Regions from separate parts of the Anas platyrhynchos genome. Here region 2 is linked to region 1. Evidence: chromatin contacts called from public Hi-C data. All regions are on one chromosome and are shown on one strand. Each heading gives the region's core, a stretch centred on a gene start, on an enhancer-like site or on the middle of the called end of the contact. The rest is flanking DNA. Distances are from core to core; before and after follow the strand shown. Region 1 overlaps TOX2 (TOX high mobility group box family member 2). Region 2 holds the start of TOX2 (TOX high mobility group box family member 2).

What was found. Hi-C and Micro-C count contacts between places; a contact is called where the count stands out from the background.
Region 2: a Hi-C map of liver shows a contact between it and region 1, with 1.8 times the contacts expected there. The contact joins the promoter of TOX2 here to the enhancer-like site in region 1. A contact is called at or near these places in 2 of 8 Hi-C or Micro-C datasets (F5 follicle and liver).

What each region holds. Positions count from the first base shown.
Region 1 is chr21:5,705,399-5,709,681 of IASCAAS_PekinDuck_T2T, forward strand. All of the region lies in intron 5 of TOX2 (TOX high mobility group box family member 2), which reads right to left. Among named protein-coding and RNA genes, the nearest start is that of SNTA1, 61 kb to the left of the region's middle. Within about 2 kb of position 2,258, at least 4 of the 8 cell types and tissues checked have an H3K27ac peak or open chromatin away from gene starts, as enhancers often do. A contact at or near this core is called in F5 follicle, where this site is marked.
Region 2 is chr21:5,825,548-5,830,137 of IASCAAS_PekinDuck_T2T, forward strand. It overlaps TOX2 (TOX high mobility group box family member 2), which reads right to left and starts at 3,223. Exons shown (of 9, transcript XM_038166271.2): 1 at 2,597-3,223.

The DNA of each region.
Region 1 (4,283 bases), core at 1,008-3,507:
TCTCCACCACTGAAGGTTTAAGGACAGATTAGGCACATATCCATCAAGAATGGCTTAAGTAGAGATGATCCTGACTTCAGGCAGCAGTGCGGTCTGGCTGACCTCTTAAGTCTCTCCTTGCTCTCCTTTCTCTGACTCCGTGACTTTTTTCCCCTCAGATGTAGACATTTGGATCTTATTCTGCTTGTAAATCTGGAGGGCTTTTTCTTGTAACAGTTATAGCCTTTCCTTGAAAATCTCTCTTTGCATCACTAGAACTTATGGTTTACTTACAAGGACAGCTCGAAAGCACTTCCTCCCCGCCTGGCAGTGTCCCCCACACCACCCATTTGCTTTGCATGCAGCCTCCACACGGCCTCATCCTTCCATCAGAAACGCAGCAGGTACAGCCACGCCACCCTCCTATCCCCCCCAGCTCTTCCTCACCTCCCTGCACGCCCCTCCATGTCCCTCCTGCCATCTCCTGGGGACAGCTTAATCTGTCCTCCCCCCATCAAAATTAGCCAAAATTACCCAAACCACATTTTTTTGTCTGTAAATCTCAGCACGTCTCCTTCTGTCTAACAGCTATACCCTGGATTGCTGAAGCCTGAGGCCACCGAGCTTGGACATGGGAAGCACCCGGCACCCACCACGAGGAGGGGTTTAAGCAGTGCTCCACGTCCCCAGGCTCCCCCAGCTACAGGATCCAACCCCCCTGAGGACACCTCCCTGCAAGACTCTCGCTATGGGAACAATTCTGGTGGCTCAGGAGAGCTCCTCCAGCACGCGGGTGGAGTTACAGTGCCGTGGAGCAGTCCTCTGGAGAATGAATGGATAGACACCTATTCAAGCAGAAATTACCACAGATTGAAGTGTCCTGAAAAAATCCTTCTTTTTATCCTCTGCCTTGACTCCAAGGTGCTGTCTGGGTGTAAATCAGCCATGCTCCAGGACAACCCAGTGAAGACTCCAAAACGAAGCAGAGGAGGTGACAGATCCAACCGCTACCCTCCGAGGAGGATGGAAAGCAGACAACACCCATCTTTCACAGTTCTGATTTTGCTGCCCAAGAACAGAAGTCACACTCTTGTAGCTGCTTTTAACGTCTTCCCAATCATTATTCAGATCTCCACCAGAACTCTCAACATTTTGCTTGGGACTGGTGCTTTCGCCCTTCTCTGGCACATGGCTTTCCCTGACACTCAGAAGGAGCTGAAACCTTGCAACTCCCAGACCGACCACTGTGCTCTTCCAGCCCTGTAGCAATGCTGGAAATGGGATGTTTGCTGGCCACGCTGCACACAGGTCCCCCAGGATGTCTGCTGTGATGGCTCTGCCTTAGTACAGCTGGCCCTGGACTTGTCTGTCCTGCTGCAGCTCTGGGCAGAGTCCTGCCACCAGCTGATGTACCAGGTTCAACGAGCAGGTGGATCTGATTAGATGGGTGATCTATTATTTTCTCCTGAGCAATTCATTTTTCTGTTGGGTAATTTACCCCTGGAGTGTGCACGCTGTATTATTCTCCAGGCTATGCATTTGTATGGGAAAATCGTGTATGCATTTTGCCACGGGGCGGTTTTGCCTTACTGGACTGGTCCTGGCAAAGCAGGGCCACTGTGAGCTGGTGCTTTGTGTCCCTGGTGGGTCCCCGGAGCTCCAGTCCCACCTGAAGAAGCTATGTCTGACCTGGCTTTGCTCACTTTGGGTGACTTAACCCAGGGCTCTCGCAGCAGAGCTTCTTAAAGCCTCTCCTCTGAGCTTCCAGGATCTAGGGAAACACTGACCCAATGCGCTGCTGGATTTCCTAATGGAAACCCTTATAAACCCGTGGGTTTATAAGAGAAAGCAGCAGAGACACCTACAACTTCCACTTCTAGTCATCTTCCCCATGCTCCATCACCAGGAGGCTCCTCACCGACCTCCTTTTTCCCCCAATTAGAAACCCTTCTCATCCCCATCGGATCAGGCAGCCCTCTCCAAGCTCTCCGGACAGCGCTGCCAGCACCAGCCGATGTCTGCGGCGGGGCCGGGAGCTGCAGGCGGATTAGGACAGCAGGTACCCTCCTGGTGATACCGGCTGAATTAGCATTTTGCTTTCCACTGTAGTCTAAGCTATCTCTCCGGGAACAGCTGCTAAACTATTTGCAAAGTTCAAAGAGTACGTATTAATATTTTTTTTTTCCTCGAGTCACATTCTTCAGATTCCCATGTAAGCTCCTTAGAAAGGGCCACGCCAGCTGTTGAAGAATGCAGATTACAAGGTCCTGCTAATGCGGCGCCGCAGATATTTGAGGGCATTGTTATTTGTGGCTGCGAGGCACACGCGGCCACGCTGGAAGGGGTTAAAGTGGGGAAGAAAACCGGCACTTGCCGAACAGGTGTCCTTGAGCGGTACCCAAGGACACGGAGATTGCTAATCCTGTATTCCACAGCATGATCAAATCACCAGGCAACAGATATAAATAAAAAAAGGCAGGAAATAAGGAAATTTAGATACAAGTGTGTCAGAGGGAAAATGAAGATTCATTGTGAAGAGGCTGAGAGGAGAAGAAGAAGAAGGAACAAAATGACAAAGGCACAAATGATAAACCAGTAAGAACGACAGAAAAGAGAAGGAAAAAAAAAGCCCCTCTGTGAAATACATGTCTGTGACAGCAGCAGCCAAATCAAAGATGCTCCTAGATTATATGGTTTCTTGCATAATATGCATTCTGCTTCCCGTTCAGTGTTTGTCTTTCAGCTCGTGCACAGAGAAAAAAAAAAACATATCTGAAATGGGACGTGAGCAACCTTTATTTTGCTTGTTTCATCAGGAGGAGAAAGCAAATTTGCTTTGTGGGAGCAGCAGCACCTGCTCAATGGCAAATAAATAGCTCCAGCTTTGATATTACAGTGCATATAATCATTAGCAGCCCAAACGGCAGGGGATTAACCCTCTGCATGCCGGCCTGAGCTCTCTGGCACACGGGTGGCATCCCAGTTCCCTTCGCAGAAATGGTGGAAATTAGGTTTATTGTGCCCCCTCCCTGCGCTGCCTGCTGTCCCCCGATCAGGAGATGCCGTGCTCACTGGGAAGTGGAAAATGAGGTTCATAAACCTCATCTGAAGCAGAAACTGCAGCGGTGAAAGCAATTGCTGATGAGCTGCACGGTGGGGCTGGGGTCTGCATGATGGCTGCCCAGGGATGTGGTGCAGCATCCTCAGCCCCAATTTTGGGGTGAAATTTTGGGGTGGAAGAGATCCAAGCCCAGGATGACAGTCCAGCCCCAGATTTCCTCCTCCAGCCTCAAATTCACCCTCTTTTCTCACAGCAGGGCGAGGGGAAGCTTTCTTTAACTGAAACCTTGGTCAGACCTGAGTGAGGACACGCAGGTTTGGCCCCTCTTGTCTGCTCTGCCCTCGCTGTGTTGGCTTTTCCCCGGCTTGTTTTCTGCACTGCTTTCTGCAGTGAGGCTATGAAAATATTTGAAAGGTCCCGGGCTGATTTTGGGCAGTGATGCTGTCACTGCCGAGCTGTCCTGCTCGGTCACCGTCCCCTACCCAGAGGTGCCGAGGGAGCGCTTGGCACAGGCTGCGTGCCTTCACCATGCCTGTGTGCATCACGCCCCGCTGTCCTTGGGAGAAAGGACACGCTGGACATCCTTCTTTTTATCTTTTCATGACATTTTGCTAGTTTTTTTTATTTACTTCCTTTTTTGCTTTTCATCTTCCCATTGTGTTGCCTTACAAATCTAAACAAACTTGACGGGGGCTGCTGGCATGAGAAAGCCAGCAGGGACTAAGGAAACTTCTCCAGGCAGAGGCTGGAGGCGTGAACGTGCCCCATCCCACGAGGCAAAGCCACAGAGCATCCCCCCGGCCAGGGAGGCAGCGGGGCTGGGAGGGAAGTGCACAGCTGGAGACAAAGGCAGGAAGTTAATATTTAAGCATCCAGACAAGGAACAAATGACTTAATTAAATCAATTACAGAGGGAGAAATGGAGCCACTTAGAAAGCGCGTGTAAAGAGACAGCGAAGCTGCCGCTATCTCATAAAGCAGAAGAAGGGAGAGTTAGCGGGGAAGATAAACGGACTGGTTTAATCCCCGCTGTTAATTAAGAGCCGAACATTTGCACTGTGCTGAGTCAGGGTTGCCCCAGCACTTCCATTAGATAAACCACGCTCGCAGCCGAGCTCAGCGCCCGATCTACAGAGATGTCTGTAGCCAGATGGAGGGAGGGAGAGGCAGACTGGGATGCTGGAAGGGAGGAGAGCAGGAGAAAGAGGAGACGGAGAAGCTGGGGCACCAAAGCTTGAAGCTT
Region 2 (4,590 bases), core at 1,973-4,472, 120 kb after region 1:
AGGGAGATGTTGGGCCTCATGAGAACAAGGCTGTTGTCCCCCCGTGATACCAAAGCAGGACAGGTCCCACATGCAGCCCTGGAGGCTCAGCTCGCTTCACACCAAGTGCTACCACCCAAACATCTGGAAAATGGGAAGTATTGCAGGGGTCAGCCCCAGCCCACGTATCTGCCATTAGCAGCTACAAAACCTGCAGGCATGGTTCAGGTCAGGCCTCGAGGTGTTCCTCCTGGGCTGGCTCAGCTCTGGAGAAGCTGGATGGCATCCCCCATAGGGAGTGCTGGGTGCCAGATGGGGCAGGGGGTGGTGGGGCAGTCCCACTGGAGCCCCAAACAGGGAACCAGGAAAAACAAATCAACCAAACAAAAACAACAGAGCAATGACCTTGTGTTTGGGCCAAGCATCAAAAGACAAAAGGGACAGACCGGGATGGCTGGAGGGACAGCAGACCTAGCCATGATGCTCACAGCAGAGCTGAGTCTGACAGCAATTAAAAGACGTGTTCTTTTCGTTCTTCTCACAACTGACTCCTCACCAAACCCAGCAGGTTTTTAGCTCCTTTGGCCGGGTCATTGAAAGAGTAGCTGCAAACATGACAACTCACATTTCATGCCTAACGTTAGCACTGGAACAGAGAGAGCACAGGGTGATTATCTCAGCAATCCCATTTAAGCCACACTGACTCCTCACAAAGAAGAGAAAACTCTACAGCAAGTATTTCTAAATATTAGGCTAAACCTGAACAATCATAATTTCAAAGGCACCTTTTAGAAGCAGGAAAGTGACTGAATTTATCAGCTTCATTATTTGTTTCAGAGTAGTCCTCCAGCACCCACTGCTCCTTATAAGAGTATATTTTAATTCTTGACATACCATCTAAAATGCCTGCTGAAATTATTTTTTTAAAGAATTTTGCACCATGCAATTTATTATTTTAAAATACTGGTATCAATTTTCCACCGTATTATGCAGCTATATGTTGACATTTTAGTCTCATCCCCAGTTTATATCTGAGAACTATTTAATTCAGAGCTACGCTCCTCATTTCTGCTGGGAAGTATATGGATCTCTAAATATTCAGTAGTTTCATTGGTCATAAAAATGCTGAACAAATGGATAAAACCAATTGCCAATAAACACAATGCAAATGTGTACATTAAAATGCAATGAAATTGGATTAATTAAATCCACATTGCATCTGGATTCACATGTAATACAGAACAAAATTAAATGCGACTCGAGAGCTCCCTATTACTTTAAAACGGGTCTGATTGAAAGCGTGTTCATTTACCTGCGTGGGCTCTGGGTCAGGAACTGTGCCAGTAAATAATAACATCCACAATCTAGATAAGCTAGATTTGACCCACAAATCAAGGTTATGAATTTGGCATTTCATGTCATTTAAAATCTAATGTAAAATTGCATCTCTGCTAACAAAACAGATGGTATTAGGCCTTCTTTTTGGCATTGGGTTTTGGTACCTGTCCAAAAAATCTTCTTGACATCCTTTAAATGCAGCTATTTAACCACCTGTCACTTTGCTTTAGATGCCCATTGAATTTCTGACAGGAAAAACATTATTTTGTCTACACATTATTTCATGACACAAGAAACGTAGCACATATACAGCAAAGTTTACACATTGTGTGAAAATCTATTAAAATTAAAAAAAAAAAAAAAAAAGAGGAGAGTTGTTACATGCTACTAAGGCAATTACTCCATAATTAATGTCATTGATAGGAGAAAACATTCCAGAAGCCCAAATATGACAAAACAAAACAAGCTCAAACCCAGCAGAGAAGCAGTAAGGGTGCTCACACATCAGCTTACATTGTTCTGCCCAGGTGAAAATACTTCTCTCCTGCCACATACCAGCTTGGCTGACGCTTATGAATGAATCATTTTCCACCAAAAAGCTCCATTAGCACGTACATGCTGAAGACAAAAGGTCCCAACAGTGTAAAACACCTCAGCGAGTTCCTTCTCGTGGCCCACGCGGTGCAGGTTGCTGCGTACAGCCAGGCCTCGTGGCTCGGCCTCATGAAAGCCTTGAGGGTTTTACCCACATGGAGCTGCAGCTGGGTGGGACCTCGTCTTTATTTTTTGGCACGGAAACGTAACAGAGCTGGAGGTAGGCACGTTTCACATGGGCCAAGCGTGCAGACATGGCTGTGCCAGGTGCTTAGCTGCTCGACTGGATGAAGAGATTTGAGGCACAAGCGCTCGCATGAGCCCTCCTCTCCCTCAGGTTTCGCAGTGAATCAGCCCCCTGCGGGGCCAGCTCAGGTCTGTGTCAATGTCAATGTCTCTGTCTCACAGCACCACAGCAAGCTGGTCTCAGTTTGGGAGCTGCCTGATGTAACAGGAGGATGTTTCACGTTTTGTCAGCAGCCTCGTCCCCTCACACACCGGAGGTGTTGCTTCTGCCGGCCAGAAACTTCAGCACTTGAGGCGAGACCCCTAGCCTCACCTCCTTCACTCCATGCCAAAAGGCACCCCTGATTTTCCCAAACATCGAGTGGCCAACGGGCCCCTGCCTCCTCCAAGGCACGGGACAGCATTTTAGAAAATAATTTTAGAAAATAAATTGACTCACCGACACAGAGTTGCTTGCAAAGTCCTAGCCTCAGGCTCTGCAGTCACATCTGTCCCGAGCCTGCCCGGGGCGCTGGGGGCTCTTTGGCTGTCTGGGGCCCGGTGTCCTTGGCTCGCAGCGTGTCCTCCTCCCGAGCTCTGCTGTGTAGGAGGAGGAGGCAGTCTGAACAGTAAGTGTTTGCTCAAAGCTGACCTGGCCGGTAATGCTTGTGTAAATTTTGAGCAGGGAGATAGCAAAAGAGATCCTTGACACAGCTGTATCTCCTGATGTGGCTGCATCTCCTCCACGTAATGAGAGGAGCTCTGGCCCTGCCTCGGGGGGCTTTGGGCCAGCTCTGCCCAGCTCCCACCTCAGCACGCTGGCACGGTGAGCACTGGCATGCCATGCTGAAGTTTATAATTCCTTCAGAAAAATGTAAGCTTTCCTCAGGCAAACTGTAAGCAAAGAAGTGAACCGTGTCCAGGAGTGTAAATACAGGCAGTGTCTTGCGCAGACAGACTTCCCAAATTTTACCCCAAAGGAGAAGAGAAGCCTGCAAGAAGCTTGCTCTGCTGCCACCTGGGGAAGATGTCCAAGGACAACCCAGGAGGCTGGGGAGGTGATGCCCAACTCCACCAGATACATTACCCTGCATGCGACAAAAACCAATTTGTCAGGGTCATATGCCACTTGTATAATTGAGGAAATTAATCCCAGGTGCCTCCCCAGCCACTGGCAGGAGTGCTACACCAGAGATTAATTTGGCTTCATATCTTTAATTTTACTGTGCAGCAGCTGAGAAGAAGCATTGCTTTTGATTTCAAGGATGTCACATACTGTGACCAACTTTAACAGTTTCTTCAGTATTCTTCCTCCCAAAGTAAAGCAGTCATTTCTTATAACTGCATTTTGAATGAATGTCTCAGGCTCACGCTCTGAAAGTGATGCAATTGAATCATCTTGCTGGTTCATTTTGAGGGGTGAAGCCCACACTCCCCTCCTCTGCCCAGAAAATTAATCTTTCTGAGAGCATCTCGCTGACTCTTCAATGCAACAGAGTGATTTTTGTTTTATAAATGGTCTCCTGAGCTTGGAATAGTTGGCTTCTTTCTCTAAACTTACTCAATATTTTGGCAGTGTGAGGGAGCTCCTGTATTCACCCTCAGCCCAGGGAGATTATCATCTAATCTTTAGATATTAAGTCTTTAAAATGTTTTTTCCTCGTATTCTCCCGCATGAACACACACTGCAGCCATATCTGAGAAACCCAAATATCACTGCCTTAAGAATCGGGGCTAGAAATACATCACAGATTTCACTTGCTATCTTATACTTTCCTAATGGCAAAAAGTTACATTTTAAAAGACAAATATTAGCAATGGTTGGTGCATGTTATTAGCTGAGCCAGACAAATAATGGGTTTTCATTTCAATGGCAGAACTGAAGACTATAGCAATGCCAGGGAGGGTGTGGGGAATTATCATGGGTTAACCCCAAATCATCATCTGTCTGAAACAAAACTTTCAGCTCGGTTTCAGGTTACTTGCTGCCCTTTATATCTTAAGATAATTACATCAGTCAGGAAACAGAGACCCTCTTTCAAAGCGAAACCCGAAAATGCCTCATTTTGAAAGTGTTGAAATGAGATATTTTGAGTATTTTCAACCCGTTCCTCCCACCTCTCTTTCTCCTGCAGAAACTAATTGCAAAATTAATACTGAAAGGGTTGTGAGGCTTTGGAATGGGCTGCCCAGGGAAGCGGTTGAGTCACCAGCCCTGGCGGTCTTTAAAAGATGTTGAGATGTAGACTCAGTACTATGGTTTAGTGGAGGACTTGTTAGTGCTAGGTCAGAGGACTAGGTGATCTTGGAGGTCTTTTCCAACCTCGATGACTCTGTGATTCTGTGATACTAATCACAAGTTGCTTAACTGTCTGGGCTTTATGACAAATTCAGTTTTCAGCAAAAAGCTGCTTCAACGAAAACAAAACAAGCTCAGTGTGGGCTCTGCAGGCT